2 separate regions of the Ovis aries genome follow, and region 2 is linked to region 1. A link is a contact called in public Hi-C data. All regions are on one chromosome and are shown on one strand. The core of a region is the stretch at or near the end of the contact, and the rest is flanking DNA. Distances in the headings are between cores, read along the strand shown.

Region 1 (5,843 bases), core at 1,931-4,430:
TTCCATATTTATGCGTTAGTATACCTTATTGGTGTTTTTCTTTCTGGCTTACTTCACTCTGTTATTTTTGAAGGGCAGCTATTTCTCAATCACACACACACACACACGAAAATACAGCTAGCAGAGAAACAAATATTTTTGAGAAAACTTCTCTTGATAGTAGGTGTCAGCAACCCAACTAAATTCCGTCAAAAGGGCACCGCGTAGAGACGCTCAGCACCTACTGAGGGACTGAGAGCAGGCCCCGCTCTCAGGGCCTCATGGCGCCACTGCAGCTGGCTCCGGGGAAATAGCAGACAAGACTGCTGCGGACAGACCGTGTTCTCGGAGAAGAGAGGCTGGGTGTGCATCCCGTCTTCTCCATTTCTCGGCTCTGTGACCTTGGGCAAGCTCTCTGGCTGCGGAGCGTCCTCCTCTGCGGGACGGTGAGGCTGATGGTGTGACAGCTGACCGAGGCCCACTTAGTCCATCTGTGCTGACCCTGTTGCCATGCCTTACATGTGCTGATGCATTTCATCCTTTCAGCGGCACTCTGAGGATTGAAGGGTGTGCCTAGAAAACGTGCCTAAAATTTAAAAAAAGAAATTATAATGAACTCCAGTGTGCATTTCCCACAGAAAACTGTGGCTCTCCAAAGTTAGATACTCTGCCAGTGTGGGTTCCAACAACTCTCATGTCTTGCTCACAGTTCCCTTCCTTTGGGGAAGTATAGTTTTGCTGATTGGTTTACCATGGAAGAAGAACCGAAGGGAAAAGCCCCAAAGATGTCAATATCAGTGTCTTCTCTTGTCTCAGAGTGCAGTCAGGATTTAGAATGAAGTTCTGAGTTTCCAATGCTGTCTTTTTCATGCTAATTAGAATATAAGTGATCCCTTTCCCAGAGAATTTAGCCTCCTAATTTGGCATTCCTTTTGCAGTCATCTTCATGACTCTCCAGGTATTTACTGATGACTCCCGGTCCTGAGACACCGCGTCCATTTGGGTCGACGGCCACTGCCTTTGGTCGTCTCTGCTTCCTGTGGCCCTGCCGGACTGGCCTTTGTCAGGGAGAAGCCGCCTTCTGAGTCAGACCGCACTCAGTGGGCTGAGAGTCCAGGTGCTGTGCAGGGGCACATCCATCCTGACCTTCTGCTCCTCTGTGCTTTCAGTTTTTTGCCAGTTTCCATACAGGGCAGTTCCCCAGAAGCTGCACAGTGCCCCAGCACTTAGGACGTGCAGATACAGGTCTGGCTGTGTTCCCCTCTTTAAAGCCAAACTTCTTAACAGGTAATCAACTAGCGTCTGATTTAAACCAAGTTTAATTACATCCTCTCCATAATAGAAACCACTTGCCCTCCGAATTTGGTGATCTGTTTGCTGTTGAGAGTTATCTAGTCTTCAAATGACCAAGACAGTACCTGACAAGCACTGAACTGTGAAATGACTTTTGCTAAATGCTGAGCAGTCTGCAGCTGCCAGCAGAAGACGGTGCATTGGTGGAAAGAGTGAATAAATTCTTTTGGAATGAGCGCTTTGGGAGAAAATGCAAACTTTCTGGAAAAGTCAGTCTTGCATATGTCAGCGATAGGAATGCTTTGAAATTGTTCATAAGCTCATCAAAAGCAACTGGCTATCTCATTATTCACCCAGATCAAGAAAAACCCCAAATCCATATGTCCAGATAAATATTTATTTCACTAGCTTTTAATTTAGGGCTTTAGGGAAAAAAAAACCCTTGAGTTTCGAGGACTTTTTCTTTCACCTTGTTGGTGAAAACTTTCATAGATTTTAGTGAATAGCACAGTAACTTTAGAACAAGAAGAAAGAAAAATTACCATTCTTGGTGAGTAGAAATCAGACTTCTTATAGTTATACGAAGGTGAAATTCAGTATACCTAAAATTACTCAAACTGGCTAATAAAAGCAAGTCTAGATGTTTCTTATTAACCTTGGAATGTGCTTGGAAAAGGTCCTGCTAATTCCAGATGTCTAGTATTGGAAAGGGTATCAACAGCATGACTCATTTGTAGCAGAGAATACCGTTCAAAAATTCTCAAGTGCAGTTTGGTGCACTCAGGCCCAATACGGTTTTCTTTTCTTCCTTACAGTGTTCATCCTGTCTTTCCGTCTTTTGCTCTCTTTCTTTCTGCCTCCTTCTTGCTTTCTTCCTCTCCTCCCTCCCTTCCTTCCCTTTCATCCTTCCTTCCTTCTCCTACCATAAAAGCAGGAGAAACATTGCAAAATGTGGTGTTTCTAATTTCTTGGTTGCAAATGAAAACCAATTTATATAAGGGAATAAGGTGGTCCAGACTTAGAACTCAGATGTGTTAAGTAAATATTTACTCTGGTTCCACTCCAGGGAGGTAAAAGATTTTATTAACATATTTGTTGAGGTCATGGGGCAAGGAAAAGCTTATGCTGTGCTTAAATGCCTGAGGGGCCTTTTCTTTCTTTCTTTTTTTTTTTTCCTTGCTAGTTAACAAAGGCCAGTATTTTTTATCCCGCTGAAAAGAGCAAATGTCTTATTTTTGTGGCCTGTACTTTCTTATTGTTCACTCACAAACTGCTTAATCTCAAACCAGAGTTTTAAAAAGCTGCTTTATTTTTTTCCTTTGTTCAGAAAATCTCTTCTTAGATATCCTGTATGAGATTTGTTTCCAAGCTTTCTTCTTGTGCTTTTTCTCCTGGTTTACTTTGGGCTGTTATCAGCTGTTTGTACTTTGTTTTGTCTTCATCACTGAAAAGAAAAATTGCCCATTAAAAGTCTAGATTTGAAGTGTTGAACTTAATTCCTTGAGTCCAGTCCACAGTTTGGCTCTGCTTAGCATACCAGGCTGACCTCCAGCACAGGGGAGGGTGCCTTGGCAGAAATCTGAGAATTCCTCGATCAGTAACTCCCTTTTTTGGATTTATGGAGCCTTTAGGTGGATTGCTTTGTGCTAAGCATTTTCCTATTGGAAAGGAATGAGGCTGGGATGAGAGGAGTTTGCACAGCACAAAATGTTTGCAACTGACCTCCAGTTCAGCGTGCTGGGTTCACCAGCTGCTGCTGCACCCTGCCTTGAAGCACACACCATCCAAAGCCCCAAACTCACATCATGAACAGTTTCAAAGAGCGGTGACAAAGCAAAGTTGGGTAATGTTAACCTTCTGTGGCTTGCTTCTGACTTGATTCCTTGCTCCTCTTTAAGTCTTTGTTTTTATTCTTAGAAATCAAATTTTAAAAAACTCAGCAGCCAAACAGGCAGAACATTATATTGTGGTACAGAGTGACTGCGAAAGCTCTTTGTGCTGATGATTAATTTCACTTGTAAACACTTTCATTTTGTTGCCAGCGAGGAGACTTCCTTTTCCTTTCTCTGCCTCGTTGAAATCTAGAAATGAAATTCCACAGCTGTCAGGCTCCCACATATTCATCAGCGGCCTCTCAAGATGGCTTCACAACAGGCAGAGTGAATCTAGAGGATTCTACTGTTAAACTCTGAACACCGCTTGTTTCAAACACCCCAGCTCACAAAGGAAAGAAATGAATCCTTTGCCTGCCTGACATGTCATCACGGGCAGTAACATAATCTGCTGCATAATATGAGTAAAATGTGGACAGTTTCTGAGCTCATAGTAAACATCTGCACCCAAAGCAAAGTTAATTCGATGGGCTTAATCAGCTTGTGTGCTGTGAACCACAGTTGTCTCCCCGACCCCCATTTCTACAGGTTAAGAACTTATCAGGCCATGGAAAAACCAAGAGTGTCAGCAGGTATTGTAGTGCAGCAGTGTCCTAAAAGGTCATCCCTTCCTTTCTAGCAGGAGGGCATTTGTGGTTGAGTGCAATAGTCAAGTGTTCGTAATGCTTTCTCTGCGATTATCCATTGGGTACCACAGCCAGCCTGTGTGTGATGCACACACGCACACTTAAATTAGATCCCTGCACTTCTCACTTAGTTCTCGAACCAGAATGTTTGCCAACTGAGGGACCAACTATCACATGTATTTTACTTTCTAGAATGTGCAGAGATGATGTCCAGTGTGTGAATGACCCACCGTTTTCCTTTTTGGCCTCTAGTTGCAGTGCCTTTCCCCTGCTGTGCACGCCATCTCCAAGCAGCATTCACAGGGTTAGGCAGAGCTCTAAGACTTGGTCTCTAGAGAGACAGCTCAGCGCATCATCTTTTGGCACCATCTAATCCTTGATGTAATACTGTTCAGAGAAAATGATCCTTGTAACTCATTTATGGTTTCAGTTTACATTCTGCCCTCTCACATGACCAGTCACACCTGGGAGCAGACCAGCTTTTGAGGGAGATTCTTAATAGGGCCACTTCAAAGGGTATTTGCAGAAATGAAGTCCATGTGTGTGCACATAAATTCTCTTACAGTACTGGGTTTCATAACCTCCCAGCCAATTAGGCAGAATAAAAGATGTACACACGCACGCATGCACACACACACACACACTCACACTCACACACAGAGTAATTGGCAGAGAGATTATAAAATATACTCCCTTGCTGCTCAAAGAATTAATTATGCAGGTTGTACATCTGCTGCTCTGGTTTACTCTTCTAATTGCAGGGGGTGGGCACCTATCTTTGATAAATCATAAAAGGGCCATTGTTTAAGCACATAGAACCCCACAAAGGGTAGAAAATAATGTTATAATTATGGTTGTTAACAACCAAGCCGTGCGGCATCTTCATCACAGTTTTCTGAGAAGGTGTGTTCACTAAAGTAAGCACCATACATGTGTGTGGTGCATTTAGGCTCCAGACAAAGCCATGATCCTGCCTTTGAAGATTGTTCTCATCTAACAGTCTCCCCAAAGAAATACTGATAAAGATGGTAAGTGAGTAGAGGGAAATATGGATTTAGAAACAGGTAATAAATAGATATAATTCAAAATTTTCATGCAGTATAGTAGAAGTGATAGGAAGCATGTCAATTAGGTTGATTCTGTATATGGACTGTGTTGTTATTCTTTAGTTGCTAAGTCGTGTCTAACTCTTTTCTACCCCATGGACTGTAGCTCACCAAGCTCCTCTGTCCATGGGATTTCTGAGACAAGAATGCTGGAGTGGGTTTCCATTTCCTTCTCCAGGGGATCTTCCTGACCCAGGGATTGAACCCACATCTCCTGAATTGGCAGGCGGATTCTTTACCACTGAGCCACCAGGGAAGCCCGAAACTTTGGTTTATTAAGAAATAAAGATATTCCCATGTGCTTGCATTTCTGAGATGCTCACACCACCACCACCAAGAGAAAATTTGGTGAAGCTTAAAAAAGGAAGTTGGCTTAATAGGTGTTTATGAAGAACACAAACTTCAATCCAGAAAAGTGAATATATGGGAAACAATTTAAGCCATGTGTCCACTTACAGAGCATCATTTGACATATACCAAGAAGAATGAGCAGCTTTGGCGTCCAGCAAGAACAGGTGACCTCCAAAAAGATAGATCAGCTTATCCTTTTTTCTGACCTACTTGTTATCAGCACTTGAAAGCCCCTCAACCTTCTATCTTCCTTGGCTTGCATCTGGAAGCCTTTATATACCCTTGTAGATCTGCTCACTGCCACCCTCATTTCCTCTGTTGACAGCACTACTGGATGTCTTCCTAAATGTTCGTTTTGTTTTTTAAATCTATTGATAGTTATTCTGAGAACTATTACATTTGATATAACCTATACTTAAAAAAAAAATTGCATCTAAAGCACACTATTTATTTCTAGTCAAAGCTATGGTTTGTCCAGTAGTCAAGTATGGATGTGAGAGTTGGACCATAAAGAAAGCTGAGCGCTGAAGAATTGATGCTTTTGAACTGTGGTGCTGAAGAAGACTTTTGAAAGTCATGTACAAGGAGATCAAGCC
Region 2 (5,843 bases), core at 1,354-3,853, 140 kb after region 1:
CCCACATGCTGTCCATTCAAATGTCCTCTTGTGTTTCCATCTAGTCCCATATATATCAAAATATCTATCAAAACAAGTGCATGTCTGAATTATCTCTCCACTCCATTAGTCTTTAAGCCCTCGAGGGCAAGGGCCACTTATCCCCTTATCTTTAGTGCCTATCACAGTGCTCACCATGTATCAGGACTCAAATAAATTTGTTGATGTGGTTAATTAAGTGTACTTTTTTCTTATGCTCTTTACCATTCATTCCCTGGCAGTGTTGCTGGCAAATGAATGAAGGTAGTATTACTCATCCAGTCAGAACTCTACTCTATAGCATTCTTGCAAAGACTTCCAGCCTCTAGGCTACATCTCAGAAGGATGCTCAACAGGGCACATGTCTCACTTCAGAGGTGCACTTGTTCTAAACCTTACAAAGCATTTAATGCAATACAACAGGGTATACACTGAAAGAATGTTTATATCTCACAGCCAGAATTAGGTTCAGCATTTTTAGATTTTACCCAATGCCCTTTGTATTCACTGATCACGGGACAATGCTTCCTCTTCTGCGAAAGCAAAGGTACCAGAAATGTCCCAATAGTTCAGGTGCTCACTTTTCAGGAGTGTTTCCTAAGGCAGCCAAAGGACAGATGATACCAGTGGGACTGGTCTTGCTTGAGAGAGACAAAACTGCTCACTTGTTGGCAAGAATTTCTGGTTCTTCTACATACTCCAAATCCTGCTCCACTCTCTACAATGGAGTTCCAAATATCTTCCTATAAACCCTCCTGTAGTTTTGGAAACAGCCTCATTGGGTATGTTGAAGCTATAGCATCCTTATCTACATAATTCCTCTTACATTAGTGCTCTACCATCCAAACTTATGTGAGATAAAGATTTGATTGTAACTGGGAGCCATGAGGTACAGCTCAGAAGATGTGTTAAGGGTAGGCTGTCCAAGTGCAAAGCTTTGGGTGTACTCTCTGCAGGCTGGCAACTCCCCGTGACTTGCCAGGCCAGCCCTTGCAGTTCTGATCTAGCACGTCACTACCCATATGGGGCTTTCTCTGGTTCCAAATGTTCACATAGCTCCTGGCATGGCTGTCTTTCCTGGTACCTGTCTTCACTGGTGAGGTGGCATCAAGCCCTCAGCAGGGACTCTACTGTGTAGTCAACAGACCAGCCTCTTTCTGGCCTCAGTGTCTCCTGAGGCTGCTGGGACATATACCTCCTTTGGGTGTCACTTATTGGCTACTTACTGTCTGTGATAGAACAGCTAATCCAAGGACATTAAGACTTTCTGAAATCTAAGATGGATATGAGTTACATATTCAGAAATATTTATAAATATCTATAAATCCGAGCTTATCTTGACCATTCATAAGACAAGAGAAGCAAATGTTATATGAAAGTGGGAGGTCAAGGACTGGGCAAAGCCTGGAACAGAAATGGATCTGATCCCAAGTAGACAATGTCCAGCACAAAAACACAAAATTATGTGTTGAAAGAAAAGGGTGTGAAATTGAAAGAGCATATGGTGTTTTGGCCAAAGTTAATGAGATCTCAGCGTGTCATCCTTAAACCCAAAGGGAGAGGTAAGTACATGCCTAGAGATTATCTGAATCTGTATCAAATAGAAATCGAATTCTTTATCTTGCATCATATAAAAAGGTAATACATGATGATGAAGCAACATGATAAATCAATCCAATCTGGTCTGTTTTCCTAGGCTTTACTTAATTCATTGTTTCTACCTATCTGAATCAAATCACATATTTTTTCTTGTGTGAAAACCTTAGTAGCCATCCACCATTCAATTTCTACTAATTCTAGACAGCCTATGACAAATCTGTTTCTACTCAGAAACATCCACTGTTCTCCTTTTAGCCTCTATTTTCACAGAACTTGTCTGCCACTCACAAGACCTTCGTGACACACAGCCTGTGTTACCCAGTGTTTCTTGATATGAATTATTTATTATCTCACCTCAGGGATATGCTTCTTGAGACTAGAAGCCCTCTGATCTCAAGTTAGCAGTTAGCCTAGCACAGCTATGTTGCAGCTACTCAAGGCACCCTTGCTTGATGGGTGGGTTCTTAAGGATTGCAGAAGTGAGGAAAAACCAGAATAACAAAGACCATGCCACAAAAACGTGAATGACGTGAAAGCCAACTTGTATAGGAACCGGGGCCTCCTGAGGAGTCTCAGGGCTCCTTCCTCGGAAGTCCCCAAGATGCCAAGCCGGAGGCAGAGTCCCAGGGCAGGAGCTCCCTGGCTGCTTGCTTTCCCAAGTTCTGAAGTCCCAGAGAAAGTACTAGTCCAAGGCCCCAAACTCGCTGTCCAGAAAGAAAACTGAAATCTGTACCATTTGACAGGCCACCTTACGGACAGAGCCCAGATCCCAGCAGATGTTTGCAGTGACCCAGGCACAGCAAGGACATTCTGCAGGGGTCCTTGGGTCCCAGCACAAGGCCAGGAAGTATGAGTCACGTGGGGCCTGAGAAAAACCAGATGCTTGGGAAAGAAATAACAGGAGATGCAGAAATACTGTACGGTCTAGACTGAATGCTTCAGTGGCCTCAAGATAAACAAAGTAGGCCAAGGGTGAAATGTGTGCGCTCAGGCAGCTTTCCCCAAAAGACTTCCAGCTCCTATCTTCAGGAAACAGCACAGCCTCACTTCTGTGACCACAGGCAAACTTGGCACGCACGTTCTTGCTTGCTTTCAGCCTCATCAGTGTACTTGAATTTATAGGACGGCGCATACCCAGCACAAGCATTCCCCAGATTCTTGGCCCTGATCTTGGGATATATGGAAAGGAAGTCTCTACAGGCGTTTCCTTCCCGCAGGAGGTGCTAACGAAGGTGCCTTCCCTTTCCGAGGAGGGGTCGATGTTCTGGGGCTCTGCTCTGGCTGATGCTCTCCTCAGATATTACTTGCAGGTGGACAAGTCCTGGGAGCCACGCATTCACTTCAGATAAGTTTGCAAAGGCCCAGGGAGGACTGGCTGGTCCCAGGAGAGGCTGGAGCCTAATGGTGCTTTAGCCAGATGGTCTCAGAGAACACTGTTGTTCACGTGGGCATGAGAGAGTCAGCACAAATCTCTCGTTTGACAGGCTAGGAAAACAGTGCTCCGAAACTAGTGCTTGCAAACTTGCCTCTCAGCATTGTTTTCTTCCCATCAGGTTCTGAGGATCCGTCCAGGCTCTGAAACTGTCATAACAAGGGTCCTGTCCAGCTGGGCTCACCCATCTGTGCCTGAGATACGCCAGAGCATTGTCTCAGCTTTCCCAGGGTGAGTTCCTGCGTTGGCTTTGTTTCCAATCATCCTGTTTCTGACCCTTACTTTGATCCTTTGGCTCATGTCCCTCTCCATCCTGATGAACTTTTTGACATATTATTCTTTTGACTTGACTTAACTGGACTTTTAATCAACTTTCTTCCTCCAGATAGTCCTATGTATGCGCCTGTTGGCACCCTTCCAGGCTCCCCTTCCACCCTTGCAGACTCTTGTTCAGAGCAGCCCCGACTGGAGATGAGCTAATTCCATCGCTCCTCCCACATCTGGCTGCCTGGGAGGGCTGTAGGAAGCAGTTCTGCACAAACACATGTGTAATCAAATTATACTAGAAAGCCAGAGTCTTTATATTTAAAAGCCCCGCATTCTCCATCAACAGATAGACTATCAAAATATTTAGTCTGTTAACTAACCAAATTAATGTTGAAACCATCAAGCTCTTTGAGAACCACAGGTGGCAAGTGTCAAAGAATTGACCTCAATGGACAAGTAAACTTTTTAAGTCCTTGAAGAAAATCCAGGCTTGTGATCCCAGGCTTACAAATTAGGCTTGTGATCTATTAATACAGTGTCAGTATATAGTGGTAGAAGAAAAAAAAAAAAAAAGGAAGAAACACAAGTCTTCTGGAGAAAATTGAAAATGTATCCACCTGAACATAATGTAAGTAAATGCTGTGAGTCCTAAGGCAATGCCTTTCAGATTGTCAGCTTTTCAGGTAGACATATGCAAAGGCCTGAGTCCGCATTCCCCGAGATAAATTCTGTTTTCTGTGCCTCTCAGACCTAATATGTGAATTTAAGGACTATAAGTGAGCAGTAATGCTATTTATTTATTCATTGGCCACACCACTTGGCATGTGGGCTCTTAGTTCCCCAACGAGGGACTGAACCTGCACCCCTTGTGTTGGAAGCACGGAGTCTTAACCACTGGATTGCCAGGGAAGTTCCTCTTTGTTTTGAGTTACTATTTATATTTTAACCCAGCATTGCCTCTATGATGTTCCAGTCTGCTCAGCAAAGAGTAAAGCATCTTATAATTTCTTCGTTTGGATTTGTACCTTCTACCCAAGGAATTTCCCCTCATCTCTGATTTTCCAAATTCAACCATCCTCGAAAGACACAGAAGGTCCTGCCTCTCTCTTGAAGCCTTCCAAGATGGCACCAGACAACCATGTTGTGTTTTGTGTTTTGAGCTCTTGTGCTCATTGTTTTTCCCACTCTTTTAGCATTGGTTGCTTATATGAACCAAATACTAAGGCTCATGAAAACTTACCTGGGGATACAGACCAACACACACATGCTTTCTATAAAAATGCAACTCCTTAGTTAGGAATCTTAGTTCTAGGATTAAACATAGCTTCCTTTTAGAATGGGTTACAAATTGGCAGCTCATGGAGCATACTCAACACAAGAAGTCAGGTGATTTTTTTTTTTTTTTTTGCCCTACACAGTGTTGGGTAGTCCAATGTTTTAGTAAAGTCAAATTATTATATACTCAATATTTTAAAACTGGAAATTTTCCTCTCTCTCTCTCTCTCTCTCTCTCTCTCTCTCTATATATATATATATATATATATATATATATATACATACATATATTTCTAGCTTTCCTTCAGTTCTCTGAAGATCTGCCAGCACTGGAGTCTCCTGACTCCCTGTAGGAGGACCACTTGCTCTGCTGGAGTCAGCACTTCGGTGGCTCCAGTCTTATGCCCCTCGTGCTCCCATAGCACTGAAGCCAAGGGCCCTCTGCCTTCTGTCATCCTCCAAGCATCTCACATCATTTGCCTTCTGTGTCTTGGCTCCTAAGCATCTGAGTTTGCAAGGTCCCTCATCACGAAATTGTTTTTACCTGTAGTTTCACCTAACTCTTTTTGATTTCTTCAGATTTTAGTAGCCACTTTAAACTTCCTCTTATCTTCACTTTAGGTATCAACCTTCTCTTACTTCGCTCATTGGCTGCTGAGAGTCTTCAGAACTTCAAAGCAACTTAATTTCAAAAGCTCTTAACTACATATTTTGAAATAATCTGTCTTAACTCTCTCAGTTATGAAACACTTCTCATTCACTCTTCCCTCCCGAATTCCTTTCTTAAGAGAAACTGATTTATGATCAACGTTGCCTGTTCCATCAGTTTGGTAAAAATTAGAAAGAGCAAGGTGTTAGCATTACCACCCCTGCCCGGGTCTCTGCAGAATGGAGAGTGGCTTATTTTTCAGTACAAGTGAGAGACATCTTTTACCAGCTTTAGGGTCATGTTGTCATCCACATTATGGTAAGTCAGCTCCAGGAAGCAAGAACTCATCCCTCCATGGGTCACACAATTCTGAGGATCTTCCCCATGAATGAGACTCAGGGCACCAACCTGGCACTTGCGGAAATTAAGCCTGGAAATGGGCTATGCAGCTTAGACTGTTCTCTCCCTGATCCAGTCTGTAAATATGCAGTCAAATCTCATGACTCTCTGAGCTAATGGCGTTCAGCTACTGGAAGGTCTTTGGAGGGCAATCAGGTGCTATTAAAAATATGCTAATGGCAGCTTGTGATCTAGCAGCAGGAC

What was found. A called contact is a pair of places that touch in the nucleus more often than the background predicts.
Region 2: a contact with region 1 is called in a Hi-C map of liver, with 2.8 times the contacts expected there. The contact joins two enhancer-like sites. A contact is called at or near these places in 5 of 16 Hi-C or Micro-C datasets (hypothalamus, liver, muscle and 1 more).

What each region holds. Positions count from the first base shown.
Region 1 is chr7:2,155,626-2,161,468 of ARS-UI_Ramb_v3.0, forward strand. The region is part of intron 3 of NREP (neuronal regeneration related protein); the gene reads left to right. Among named protein-coding and RNA genes, the nearest start is that of NREP, 16 kb to the left of the region's middle. Within about 2 kb of position 3,181, at least 11 of the 54 cell types and tissues checked have an H3K27ac peak or open chromatin away from gene starts, as enhancers often do. A contact at or near this core is called in liver, where this site is marked.
Region 2 is chr7:2,298,793-2,304,635 of ARS-UI_Ramb_v3.0, forward strand. No RefSeq gene overlaps it. Among named protein-coding and RNA genes, the nearest start is that of YTHDC2, 54 kb to the right of the region's middle. Within about 2 kb of position 2,604, at least 7 of the 54 cell types and tissues checked have an H3K27ac peak or open chromatin away from gene starts, as enhancers often do. A contact at or near this core is called in liver, where this site is marked.